Linked DNA regions of Mus musculus: region 1 is linked to region 2. Evidence: chromatin contacts called from public HiChIP or PLAC-seq data. All regions are on one chromosome and are shown on one strand. Each heading gives the region's core, a stretch centred on a gene start, on an enhancer-like site or on the middle of the called end of the contact. The rest is flanking DNA. Distances are from core to core; before and after follow the strand shown. Region 1 has its middle 23 kb from the start of Poc1b. Region 2 overlaps Atp2b1 (ATPase, Ca++ transporting, plasma membrane 1).

The links. HiChIP or PLAC-seq counts read pairs in DNA pulled down with a chosen protein or histone mark.
Region 1: an HNF4G HiChIP or PLAC-seq map of pancreatic cancer cells shows a contact between it and region 2. The contact joins two enhancer-like sites. A contact is called at or near these places in 1 of 15 datasets of contacts at CTCF or cohesin (the NIH/3T3 cell line), 1 of 484 Hi-C or Micro-C datasets (Th1 cells), 2 of 115 datasets of contacts at active chromatin or transcription factors (bone marrow-derived dendritic cells and pancreatic cancer cells) and 2 of 9 other capture datasets (adipose tissue and pancreatic islet).

The regions. Positions count from the first base shown.
Region 1 is chr10:99,080,371-99,087,038 of GRCm38.p6, forward strand. It overlaps the pseudogene Gm51755. Among named protein-coding and RNA genes, the nearest start is that of Poc1b, 23 kb to the right of the region's middle. Within about 2 kb of position 1,336, at least 52 of the 459 cell types and tissues checked have an H3K27ac peak or open chromatin away from gene starts, as enhancers often do. A contact at or near this core is called in pancreatic cancer cells, where this site is marked.
Region 2 is chr10:98,969,808-98,976,301 of GRCm38.p6, forward strand. All of the region lies in intron 2 of Atp2b1 (ATPase, Ca++ transporting, plasma membrane 1), which reads left to right. Among named protein-coding and RNA genes, the nearest start is that of Atp2b1, 58 kb to the left of the region's middle. Within about 2 kb of position 4,239, at least 37 of the 459 cell types and tissues checked have an H3K27ac peak or open chromatin away from gene starts, as enhancers often do. A contact at or near this core is called in pancreatic cancer cells, where this site is marked.

The sequences.
Region 1 (6,668 bases), core at 86-2,585, 110 kb after region 2:
ACGCCCCTTGCTGACTTACCCTAACCATACTAACCCATTTGCCTGAACCTTGGTCCCCTGCCTCCACATTTGTTCTTCTCCGGCCATGCCACGGTTCATTTCCTCTCTATCAGAGCTTTGCCTAAGGACCACTTTCTAGGTGACTGCTGCCAGACATCTTAAAACTACAACCGTCTCCCCAGAGCCCCCTGTATCTCTTTTACCTGCTTTATTTTCCTGACTAGCTATTATTCCCTTCTAATGTACTTTGTAATGTGCTTGTTGGTTGCTGTTAATTGACAGTCTCCTTTCACAAGGAATCAGCTCCACATGACGAGGGGTTCTGTCTCTTATTGCTCACTCATGGAATCTCAACTGTCTAGATGGTTGTCTAACATATCGTAGGTGTTTAGTGAATACATTTTTGGTTTTTTAAAGATCCATTTATTTATCTGTGTGTGTGTTTGTGTGTGTCTGTGTGCTCCTGCATGCCTGAAGAGCGCATCAGATCCCAGGACAGTTAGCTATGAGCCACCATGTGAGTGCTGGGAATTGAACTCAGGACCTTTGGAAGAGCAGACAGTGCTGTTAATGACCAAGTCATCTCCTCTAGCCATGTGAATAATTGGTTAGTGAATGGATTATTGCTTTTATATCTCACTCTCCCTGCTGTATAGGTAGGTGGTATTTAAGGCAAGTCCTTGTGTTCTAAGCAGTCAGCAAATAGCTCTGGTAGACTGGGTGATTCAGCTGCAAGAATGCAGTACCTTGTGCAGTATGCCATGAAATTTTCTCATCTAGTTTCTGTTTTATGGAAATATTTAAAGAAAGGTCATCATATACAGAGAATACATTTCATTGGGTCATATGGAATACTTATATACAAAATCATACATATCGTAAGCATAAAACTTGTAATTTCACAAAATAAAGCCACTCCTATGACTTCTCAGGGAGAAAACGTGTGAGCGATCATGAGCACGCGAGCACACACACAAATATTAAAGACTTCTTAGGAAAAATCAGTTAGACACAGATCTTAGATATGTCTACTTCTCGACTTCTGGTTTATTTAATAAAGACTGTAAGATATTTATCTTAAATGTGTCAAGATATGCTAAGATAATCTCTCATTGCCTTGTTAGCATCTTTTTTTAAAAAGTTGAAGCTTTTGTGTTCATGAGGATTTTTCTCACAGTGAAAAGGAGGCTCGCTAAGAAATCATTTCACTTTAACTTAAGGGTAAGGAACTGCATGCTCGCTAAGGAATCATTTCACACTAACTTAAGGGTAAGGAACTGCGCATGTGTGGGCGAGCTGTTGCTCCGCCTCTCCTCACCTCTCCCGCTCTATTTTCGGCACTTCTTTGCATAAGCAGATGACTCAGGCTTCTTGCCGCTTCCCAACTTTCCCTCCAATTATGACTCTGATGTCATGGGGAATTTCCCATGACCACTTAATGAGGAAGAAGGGGGCACTGCCGGATTTCAGAAGCTATCTTTCTGGGTTGGTCCTGAAAGTCAGAAGGAACCCTTATCATGAACAAGGGTTATGGTTAGTCACATAGGAGATAATTTGTGGTTTCCTGAGATAGGGACATTTACAGAGCGTGGCTAGTGAGTTGGTCGGTTTATCCAAGGCTTGGAAGATTGCTATCAAGATCATCTAAAAGCAAGGGGATAACCTTCTAAAAGGCTGTTTGAAGCTCCTACTGGTCTCCCAGAGGACATGTATACAGAAGGCTAAAGAAGGTGGCAGCTATGATGGTCTCTTGACTTGCTGTCAGTGAGTCTCTCTCCCAGCTTCCATATTCTGAACGGTTGTAGACTCAAGACTCTGACTCTCTCTCTCTCTCTCTCTCTCTCTCTCTCTCTCTCTCTCTCTCTCTCTCTTAAATTTTATTTATTTAATGTATGAGTGTTCTGCTGCATATATATCTACAGGCCAGAAGAGGTCATCAGATTCCCTTATAGGTGGTTGTGAGCCACCAAGTGGTTTCTGGGAATTGAACTCAGGACCTCTGGAAGAGCAGCCAATGCTCTTAACCACTGAGCCATCTCTTTAGCCCTAGACTCAAGACTCTTAGGCTGAAACTTAATCACCAGCATGGCGGCATTAGAGGTGGAACTCTCGGAATATGATTAGTTCAGGGAGGCATTGCCCTCACAGAATTAGTGGTATGACAACAGAGAGCCTCCCAACACTCAAGGTGACCAGCTGTATTATCTGTGAGCCAGGGAATATAGAATCTCATTAAGCTCAGAATCTCTTGCCTTCTTGAACTGTGAAAAGTATGTTTCTGCACCCATAAGCCATGTAGCTTGTGGCATTTTGTTACAGCAGTCTGAAGCTCCTGCTTCCTGACCTGCTTGAGTTCCAGTCTTGACTTCCTTTGGTGATCAACAGCAATGTGGGAAGTGTAAGCTGAATAAACCCTTTCCTCCCCAACTTGCTTCTTGGTCATGATGTTTTGTGCAGAAATAGAAACCCTGATGAAGACAGCCTGTCTTCTGAAGTGGTCAGATCAACAGCCAATATAGACTCTGGAAACCCAGACATGAGTATGGATGGGAGCAATTCCTCTCACCATTACCCTTAATATTTCACTTGGAGAGCGTTGTTTCCTTCTTGGAACACTCACCTTGTGGTCTGAAGTCCTTGTATAATGTGGAGAGTCTCCACCAGCAAACACGAGGCTGTTCATCCCCTTGATCAAGGGCAAACGATGGTGTGTCTGAGTATGCCAATGTGTTTGCCTTTTCTTAAGGAGAAATGGGAAGTGTTGCTACAAAATAAGAGCAGCACTATTTAAACTCATTATACTGGGAGCCCAATACACACAGTGAACAGGCAACTGCAGAACCAATGGAGATTCCTGGGGATGGAGGGCCAGGGTCAGGAATCCATGACTATTGGATTAGACCTGCCCAGATGTGGGCCTTTGGTGGGTTATTTTATTTTCGCTGTTTCCTTCCCTCTCTTGCTGCCTTATGCCCTGCTAACGACTGATAGTGCAGTTCAGGTTCCAAAAACGAATCTGATTGGCCTCCATCCCCATCAGGGTTGGGAGATGATGAAGCCATTTGCCTTGTATTTAGGACCTGTGTTTCTGGAGCTAAAAGAGGGACCAGAATGGCGGCTGAGGAACGACAGCTTAGCCTGAAATCGTTATTCTTAGCCATGTTCTCTGCATTGTCCTGTCGAGCTCTGTGGCCTGGGACGCTGACCTCCACTAGGGCCGCTGTTGCACTTGCTTTTGCTCATTCTCTGCCAGGAGACCCTGGCACGGGGCCAGAGAGCAGAGGAGAGCAAGGCTGGGTATTCTGATGCCCTCCTCTTCTGTCATCTTTGCCTTGCCATGGGGCAGGCAGTGTTACAGCTAGCATGGCACCCCAGAGGTCAGGACTTAGGCCTAAGCGATACCTCGGCACGTGTCACTTCTGTGCTAACAGTGCCCACAGCTGTGTAAGTTGTCCCTGTGTGGAATGCTCTTCAGCTAGGCACTTTGAGGGCTCCTTTCCAATACTTCATAGGTCAGCAGGTAAAGCTGCCGAGAGGAGGGTAGAGGTCAGTTACTGTGGGAATACGGAGAAGTCTGAACAGGCCAGAATAAAACGCATGTTCACATCCTGAAACCGTCCAAGGCAAAAACAATGATCATTATTGATTGGACTTCTTTTTTTTTTTCCATTATCAGTGAGAAAAATCTTATGACATTGGCTCATGGGCACCAAAGTTAAGGGATTTTCTAGGACGCAGTCGATCAGTGCTAAAACTGGAACAAACTGGAACTGCTACCTTAATCCGTAGCTATTATCAGGACCTTGTAGTCCTGCCCTGCTATTGCAGTGGAGGGACTATTTTAAGTAAAAGAATGCTGGTCTGGCACCAGATTCCTCCCCTATTCATCCACAGTCAATGGCTGATGTCATTTGTCGCAGCATTCTTTAAGTCCATCCTTGCAATCCGAGAGTCTCTTTTAGCATATGGGTCAGGTACCCACTATCAATCCATCCGTTAGAACACCCAGTGAGAGACTCTCTGACACTCTTGAATTAGAACTTTGGTCTCAAAGTCAGAAACTGAATTGGACCAAGTGAACCTTCCAGAACCTCTCTTGCTCCTACAGCCTTGGCCATTGCTGACATATTTGTGGCTAGCCTTCCGGGTTCCCTTGGGCTTGAATAAGCCCCAGATTTGCGTGCTCTGTCTCCTGCTGTAAGAGTGCCAAAGACTGGCCATGTGTCAGAAGAAATACAGCACACACCCCTGCAACATGAACAATCTGCCGGGTACTCTTCTCTTGGCTCTTTGTACATTTTTTGTTCTTGTTAGATGTATTTTCTATTTTCTACAGACACAGCCCTGACTTTATTAAGCCCTTGAAGACAGGGAAATCTTTGGCCCGAATGACTAACCCAGTAGCATGGGAGCGAGATAGTACAGGGCACAACCGTATGCGCGCGCGCGGTTTGAATGCAGGCTCGCTTCATCTCTGTAATGTAATTATTTTCTACCTGCTTCAATGACTTAGCGGAAATCAGGAACTTAGCAAACAGCAGATACTTAGTTCTGGCTTTGTTTGCTGCACATCAGTCCCGGTGTGGTGAATATAAGTGCGAAGGGGGAAGATCTCTATCCCAGACCCCAATCCCTTTATTCTTTTCCGCCAGACTCCATTGCCTAGGCAAAAGCTCCTTCCTTGCGCCCATGGCAATCTAGGTTCGCCTCCTGAAGGAGTGAAGTCCGGGAGCGCCCTCTAGAGGACAGCGGGGCTCAAAACCTCTGCTACATTACCGCTCACAAGATCTGTGCTGTGGTTTTATTTGTCCCTCCAAAGGTTGGTCCCTCCTCTTGTGTTCTGTTTGTCCTTCGAGATCTATTTCCATTTCTTTCTGCTTTGTTCTGGACCCCAGGCTGATGACCTTCCTTTGCCACCACCACTTAGCTTGATTTTAACCAGTAAAAGTCACCCGAGATGCATCGTTGAGATACTGTTTCTCTCAACTCCTCCAAGCCGGGCTGTTAGGGGTAGGTGGGCAGTGCTCCTCTACCCAACCCCACAGCTGCTCCCATGCAAACCCGCATGTTCTACCATGCCCAGCTCCTTGGTGTCAGCTCCCTGGACACAGAAATGACTTCCTGATGAGGCTAGCTAGCCTCGCGGTGGAAGTTCTGTCTTCAGCCTTGTGTCCCTTAGTCCTGGCTGTGCCCTTCTTTGTAAATAGCCCATGGGTCATGCTCTTCCCACTAGCCAGTCTGAGTATGCTTTATTTTCTGGTTCCTGTTGGGTTCTACTGATACTGTATGCAAAATCTTTGACCTAAGTCTTTTCTCTCTCCTACCTCCCCAATACCCTGTGAGCAATAAACCAATTACTGAAGTTTGCACAATGTAAGCATACTGTGTATATCTTAGGATTCTCTCCAGAATGCCTCCAGCAGGCAGGCCCTACTGTCTCTTGTTCAATTCCTACATAACCTACTTTCCCTCTACCTAGCTCCAATTCACTCTCTATTTAAAGCCTTCCACTAAAATGCTGCTTCTAACCAGGTCTTCCTAAACTTTGGTACACGTTTGTTGTTGTTGTTGTTTTGTTTTGTTTTCCTTATGTGCTTGGCATCTATGCAATTTCTATCCTATGAAGTAGCTGTCATATATTTGTCTGTCTTCACCTTTTCTTTAGTGTCTAGGAAGATCTTGGGTAGTTTAATTACATTCTGTGACTAGATTAATTAATAATGCCTAATTCAACCCACACACATCTCCTGAACCGTGGGGATTTCTTCACACGTGTTCTGCTCAGTGCTTTTGTTATATGATTGTGGGAAGGGATGTTGTCCCCTCCAACGTGAGGGGGCACACCCAGTTGCACCTGTCACTGGCAACCACCTCGTCACTAAGGAGACCGCTAGTGTGGAAAGAAAACTAGAGAGGAGGGAGGGCAGACTACAGAAGATCGTGGAAAGCAGAGTTGTGCCCTTGATCAAACTATGTCCAGCTGTCTTACAAGATGGTCTGTCTGGGATGGGACTTTTGTTTATAACCAAGTAAATATGTAACACTGGTGGTTAATTACTGTGGTGGCTTGAATGAAATTGACCCCCATAGGGTCATGGGAACTGGTACTGAGTCTCAAATACTCAAGCCAGGCTCAGCGTGTCCTTCTTCCTGTGGCCTGCCAATCCACATATAGAGAACTTCCAGCTACCTCTCCATCACCATGTTTGTCTGCATGCTACCCATTCTTCTTGCCATGAATAATAATGGATAATGATAATGGACTAAACCTCTAAACTGTAAGCCAGCCCCACTGAAATATTTTCCTTTATGAGAGTTGTTGTGGTATCTCTTCACAGCAATGGAACCCCTAAGACAATGATGAGACATATGCAACACACAATTACCAAAATGGCTGAGAATGCAGGTCACTTGGCTGCCTATTTGCCTGGAATGTTTGAAGCTCTTGGAAAGTGAAGTCCTACAAAGCTCTTATTCCAGCACTTGGGACATTGAGGTAGGAGAATCATGGGTTCAGGGTCATTCTTAGCTGCTTAAGGTGTTCAAAGCTTGCCTGGGATGCATAAGACCCCATTTGAAGAAAAAGCCAACTCAATTACTGAATTATTTTCTTCCTCTTTTCAAGCTCAGGTAACGGAGCACTAGATGAAATCTTGCCTGGGTAAGGA
Region 2 (6,494 bases), core at 2,989-5,488:
TATGTAACAGCAAAAGATGATTTCCAGAATTATTCAGGGATTTCCAATCAGACCAGCAGAGTTCTTTGAAAGTATTTGTGTAGTCGTACGTGAGCGTGCTCCCTGCTCGCTCTGACAGGTAGGCCCTTTGGGTTCTCTGACGACCGCAGTGCTGAGGAACCCAGAGTCCCTGCTCACCCGTGTCTTAAATAAAATGACATCATCTCACTGGGTGACAGCTCAAGATTTATTTGCATCTTTTCAAGTCAGAACTACTAACATCGTAGACTTTGTTATACCTGTGTAATGTGATAAAGCTTGGGCTTGTTCATTATGCAAACGTACTTTGAGATTACCCTACTTTTTGACGTGCTAGATGTATAGCTTAATGTGCTCTTTTCGTTTTCTTTACTCATGTGTATTGTATTTCATCTAAAACCCAACTGATGATTGCTTCATGATCACCAAATTAATAAGAAATATTAACATTAATCACGTATATTTATTCATAAAAGGAATGCTGATTGGTTAGGGTTGTAGCCCATTAGCAGAGCACTTACCTAATATACATAATCCATAGGTTGGATGTCCAGTACTGCAGAAGGTGTGTATTGAACTTCAGTTTCAGATATATGACTGACTGCCCTTCACACAGCCATATTTCTGTATTTTGTTGCTGTGAGTGACTAGAGTCTTTGTTTTCTAATTGTTGGATATACTTCTCCTACTGTCTTGTCATCTTTTGTGAGTGTGATTTCTCGTTAATTTGTAGTACATATTCCTTTATTTTGAGTAGTATGTTTCATTGTTTTTTAATTAGTTAATGAATTAATTGGAAATTTTGCTTCTAGAAATTCTGGGAAGAAGAGATTATTTACTCTTGACAACATGGTAGAAGCCATGAATGGTCTCTGGAGAACTGATTTAACAGTTATTTTCCCTTTATTGTGTGTGCTTTGAGGCAGTAAGTGAAATTACGCACTGTTTTTCCCTCTTCATGACACTGAGAATTAATGTCTCCTAAAATGTGTATAAATTGATCGTGATAGTTCATATACAAATAATTTTTCATCTTGAAATACTCTTTTAAAAGATTCCAAAACATTCTATTGTAAGCATATTTGTGTTTATTGTTACACAGTGAAAATGGCAGCAAACTTCATAGAAATATTTCCCAGTGACTCTTCATAGCTTTCACTTATTAGGAATATTTCACTCCAAGATCTTAACATTGTGTCACTGATCAACCAGGTGAATTAGGATCAACTAAGCAGCTGGGTTTGTGTGGCCCCTACATACTACTGTGTCTAGACAGTAAATACATGCCTTTTTGTTAGAGTAATCTTTATTCAGGGGCCGTGAGAACTGAAGTGGTTCTTCACACTACATGGGTTTTATTGCTGAAACTAAAGGTATCCCCTGTCCCTTCAGTGCATTTGTTTATGAGTCACTCCCCGACACGGCCTTTGAGCTGACTTGGTGCTTTGTGTGTTTCATAGATTCCATATATCTCCCTGAGATGGAAGGGTATTGGCAATTGTTGCAGGAAATTCTGAGTATAAAATGGAACACAGGGCCCCTAAAGAAGAAGCTAGAGAAAGTACCCAAGGAGCTAAAGGGGTCTGCAGCCCTATGAGGATCAACAATATGAACTAACCAGTACCCCACAAAACTGTGTTTCTAGTTGCATATGTAGCAGAGGATGGCCTAGTCAGCCATCAATGGAAGGAGAGGCCCTTGGTATTGTGAAATCATATGCCCCAGTACAGGGAAATGCCAGGGCCAGGAAGCGGAGTTGGGGAGGGAGGGTATAGGGGACTTTAGGAATAGCATTTGAAATGTAAATGAAGAAAATATCTTAATAAAAAATTTTTTAAAAATTAAGTTACATCTGGCACTCAGAAATTTTACCATAATATATATGTGCCTTAAAATTGCTCAAGTATAATATTAGAAAGTGTCTGCTCTGTGACAGGTACTTTTTAGGCCCTGGGCATATATCCATGAGTAAAACAAAGATCTGTACTTTATTCTCAGAGGAGCGGGACAGTTCACCATGTTAAATGTATAGTGTCTAAATTAAATACACTGTGGTAGCGTATTAGGCTTAAGAGGACAATGAGTGGAGAAGAGAACTCATGCTGGAGTCGCCTGCCTTAGTCTGGGTCGTCTGAAGGAGCAGCTCAAGGTTTTTCTTAGGAACAGCAACAACAAAAACACTAACACTTACATTACATAACTTTGTTGTGCTAGATTGGTACTTCCTTACAAATGTAAGTCCATTTTATCCTTAAAACTCCTTCGTCCTATTGTATGGGCAAAAAGAAGGTTAAACAGCTTGCCCAAAGCGACACTTCAGCTGTGGTATCTCTGAGACAATGCTTTTAACTGGCACAGGGGCTGCTTTTTGTAAAAGCTCAGCCCGTATACCTTACAGCAGGGTTGAGAGACCGAGAAAGAGCTGCTTTGTTCTTGTCTCTTAATTTTTCCCCTCGGTGGAAAAACAGACTTATTTTTGGAGTTAAATGGTGGATAAATGGTCTTGTGTGTCAACTCTGTCAGTAACAAAATGCCTGAAATAATCAATGCTGGAAGGAAGAAAAGGTTTTAGAGATTTTTATCATGATCACTTGGCCCATTGGCCTGGGGCTGGAAGGAAGCAGTAACTATTAGCAAGAGTACATGGCCAGGAAACTCAGGGAAGGGCCCTTTGGGAGGCATTCAGTAGCCAGGCTGTGGAGTTCCTCTCACACTGAGGCCCTTAGAAGCATGTCCTTCTGTCCAGGAAGCTGGGTTTCTTGCTTCCCCATTTTTCCTACCAGCTTACCACGTGGTCTCTAAAAAGGTACCATTTGAGTCCGTTCTCAGGAATACTACAAGTAGTTATTTGTAGACCAGTAGAACATGTTTGGGCCAGATGAAATTTTCCCATCCTTCTGATTAACTGTCATAATTCCTGAGAGGGGGATTGAAATTAAAAGTTCAGGGTAAAATGAAGGTGAGACTTGGAATGTCATATTTTTGCGGTATGTTTTAGAACAAGCATGTATCTCACGTTCCTCGGAGCTTTGTGCTAAAATAATCTGTTTATAACATCCTAACACCTAAAATTCTTTTAAACTGTTCTTCTCTCGTGTTTTACTTTCCTCTATCGAGTCTATTATTCCTGCTCTAAATCCCATTTCTCGGTCCGCTAACTTTCACGGTGGCTTCGGGTATCTTTTCTACCTTACCCCCGTTATCTTTCTTGTGCTTTGTGCTGGGTGGCAGAGAAGACTCTGCTGCAGGCTTCTGGATGCATGCCTCTAGCTCCCGTATCATATTTGTTATGTCGTAATACTGCACCAAACAAGGTATAAAAGTGAATTAATACAAATTAAAGACAGATGCTGAGTTACCGGGCGTGGCTTCGTGCGCCACAGAGGGAAGAAGTCAGGTGAAGCGGAGCTTTCTAAGTGATGATTATCAAAATGAGGCAAAAGAGGGGCTAAAGTAAAAACCAACAGGGGAAGCTAAAGACGTCATTAGGAACAGTGGCGGTGCATGATGGGAGGCAGGAGAGGCATAGCAGCTGTTGTCATTGGTTGCCTAGTTTCCATGTTTTAAGTGGCAGCTGATATTTGCTCTCCCTAGAAGTAAGTCTCTGGCACCTGTGTACTTTGACCTTGTCTCCATGTGGTGATACAGTTTAAGTCTTAGAGAAAATCGACCTTTCCCTAGGGATAAATCATTAGTGACTTAGGGGCTCTTAAAAAAAAAATGCTCTCATGCCCTGTGGTTTGGGCTCGGTTTTGCAGATTAGCACCAATGTTTGCATGGCTGTGGTGTGTTAGCATGTACGGTCTTGTGCTTCTGAGTTCCATGTCGCTCCCGCACAGCCTGGTCCGAGAAAAGGGTTGCTTGCCCCTGCAGTAGAGCATTGAATGCTTTCTCTGGTCACTTGTTTTCATTGCTTATAGATTTTTTTTTTAAGCTGTGTTAATTAGTTGTCCAACTCCGTAGCAAGCATATAACTTTAAAAGTCATACTTGAACCTGAAGTAACATGTCATTGGCTTTCTATTATGCTTCTAAGTTTCATTGTTAGGTGACAGTAGATCGAATTCCCTTTCTGTCTTCTGAACATATTCCTGGAGTTCTCCTTCTTGCTTCTGCATGTTCCTCCTCCCCCGTACTTTCCTGGTCTGCGGGTTTCTGGTGGTTGGTACAGCCTTCTGGGCAGTGCCATCCAAAAGCCTATTGATGATATCACAGGCCATCACCTGGGTGTTCATAGTTCCCATATGAACAGTTCCTGCCCAGGATTCTCCTTCGCCTTGAGGGTGGAGCCCAGTTCCTCATTCTTTTCCTACAACTCCGTTCCTGAACCTCTCTAAACCTTTCTGCTGAAACTGTCACCTGTGTGGCTGCCAAGTTAGAAACTTGAATGGCTTTGATTTCTATGTGAATTTTTTAAACCCATTCTGGTGTAGTCGTTAAGCCTTAGGAATTCTTCTTTCTTTTTACCCACGGTGTCTTTTTCTTTGTGCCCTGTGGGTAGGATCTACTGTCTTGTCTTTCAAAAATTGAGCTGGGGTAATAATTGGTGTCTCTGCCTGTCCTGTTTCTGGTCTTAAAGCCACCTATTGTTTAGCATTGCTTTTGAAATGAAGCTTAGACTTCTCCAGTAGACCTAGAACTCTCCTTGTGATCTGGTTCTAAGTTGATCCTTTTTCCTATCTTTGGTTCTTAATGTTTGAAGCAGAGAATCTTTCATTTTTCTTAAAAATGGTATGTCACGTTGTTAGCTCTTGTTTCTAGTCTTTTTAGTCTCTAGCATATTTTACCTCCACCTACAACACTATATAAGAAGAGTATCAAGATTGAGATACCAAAAATGAGTATATTGGAATTTCTTCACCCATCCCAGCCCTGTGAGTTTGGAGTCTATTTCTTTGTGTATACTCTCCTAGTGTCCCCTCCACTGCCATCTAATATGTAATACACTGGGTGTGTCTGATTATTAGTCATCCCTACCAAACTCTTGAGTCCTTTAAGGTCAAGAACCAGGGAAAGGCATCCTGCCCGACCCATCCTGTGTGCTTTGTACCTTCCCACAGTGCCTGGCACATGGGATATGGGAACGTGTATTTAAGTCTGACTTTAGATGGAAGGATCGAAAGTTTGAAGGTCACTGAGGGATCACCTTCTCCTTCAAAACTGAAACAGTGAAGAAGGATGCACATGAACACATTGCCATATACTCTTCAGTCTGTGTCCTTCTGTCCTATATAGGGAAGTCACCTTAACTGTTATACCCACCCACCCCCACCGCCACACAGGCATGTACACATATATACATCCATAGTCGCACAGTTCCTAGTTGTATGTGGAATGGATTATCCTTGATTCTCAGCCAAATATACCTGCATCAAACACTCTAGTAAACCACCACCACCACCACCACCTCCTCCTCCTCCTCCTCCTCCCCCTCCTCCTCCTCCTCCTCCTCCTCCCCCTCCTCTCCCTCCTCCTCCTCCTCCTCTCCTAAGTTAGAAGCAACAATTGAGATGCAGTCGTCGATATTCCTTACAAGAGTCACCTTCAGCCAGCACCTCAGCAGGTCTTGGCTCTTTTCCTGGAGGATTGACCCATACCTTCATTCCTGATGGGTCTGCGTCCTTTGTCATCCTGCTTGGATTAGGCTGTTGTAGTTTCCCATTGACTTTAATCACAGGACATGGTAGTACTAAGAGACGCCCTAAGGGATCTCCTACACTCCAGACATAATCTTGCTTACCACCATTGTGAAGAGGTAATCCTCTTCACATTGGACTTGATATAATCGGTTTTGATTCTCTCTGCTCCAGTATAAGATGGTACTGTTACTCTGTCTTACCTGTTCAGCTGATCAGTTTCAGGCTACCTTTTTCTTCCCACCTAGGTGGATGCAGACATAGAAAGGTTATACATTTGGAGCCTTCTATGGATTGTGGTTGTCTGTTCTCTTCATGGAGCTAACTGTGCTTGACCTTGGCTGGTTGCCCTTGTGCCCTAAGCAGCCACGCCCACAGGACTCTGCAGAATTCTCCTGATAGTCCTTGATACATTATCTGAAATAATTTGCTACTTCTCTCATTTAAAACCCAGGAGCAGGTGTTTTCCTTGCTCCCCATGCTCTGCTCAGCAGTGGCAGCATCTTCCCGATGTCCGTCACACTGACACCCTCACGTGGATCCGTCCCCTTGCCTCTTCACAGGCCTTCCTCTAATAATATCCACACGTCCTGTATCGTCCTGTCATCTCTCTGTTCTCTTCATTTCCTTTGGTCGGTAACCTGCTTTGAAGTCTGCCACCCATCTTTGAGAAAACAAACAATACCCTCTCTAGCTCACCTATACTAATTTATTTCTCCCCACTGTATTACACTTCTAGGGGAGGGAGGGGGGAGTTCTACTCACTCCTTGCCATTGTCTCCTCAGTTCTTTCTAGCCAGACTTTCTTCCACATGTGCTGGAGGGGTCTCCTCAAGCTCAT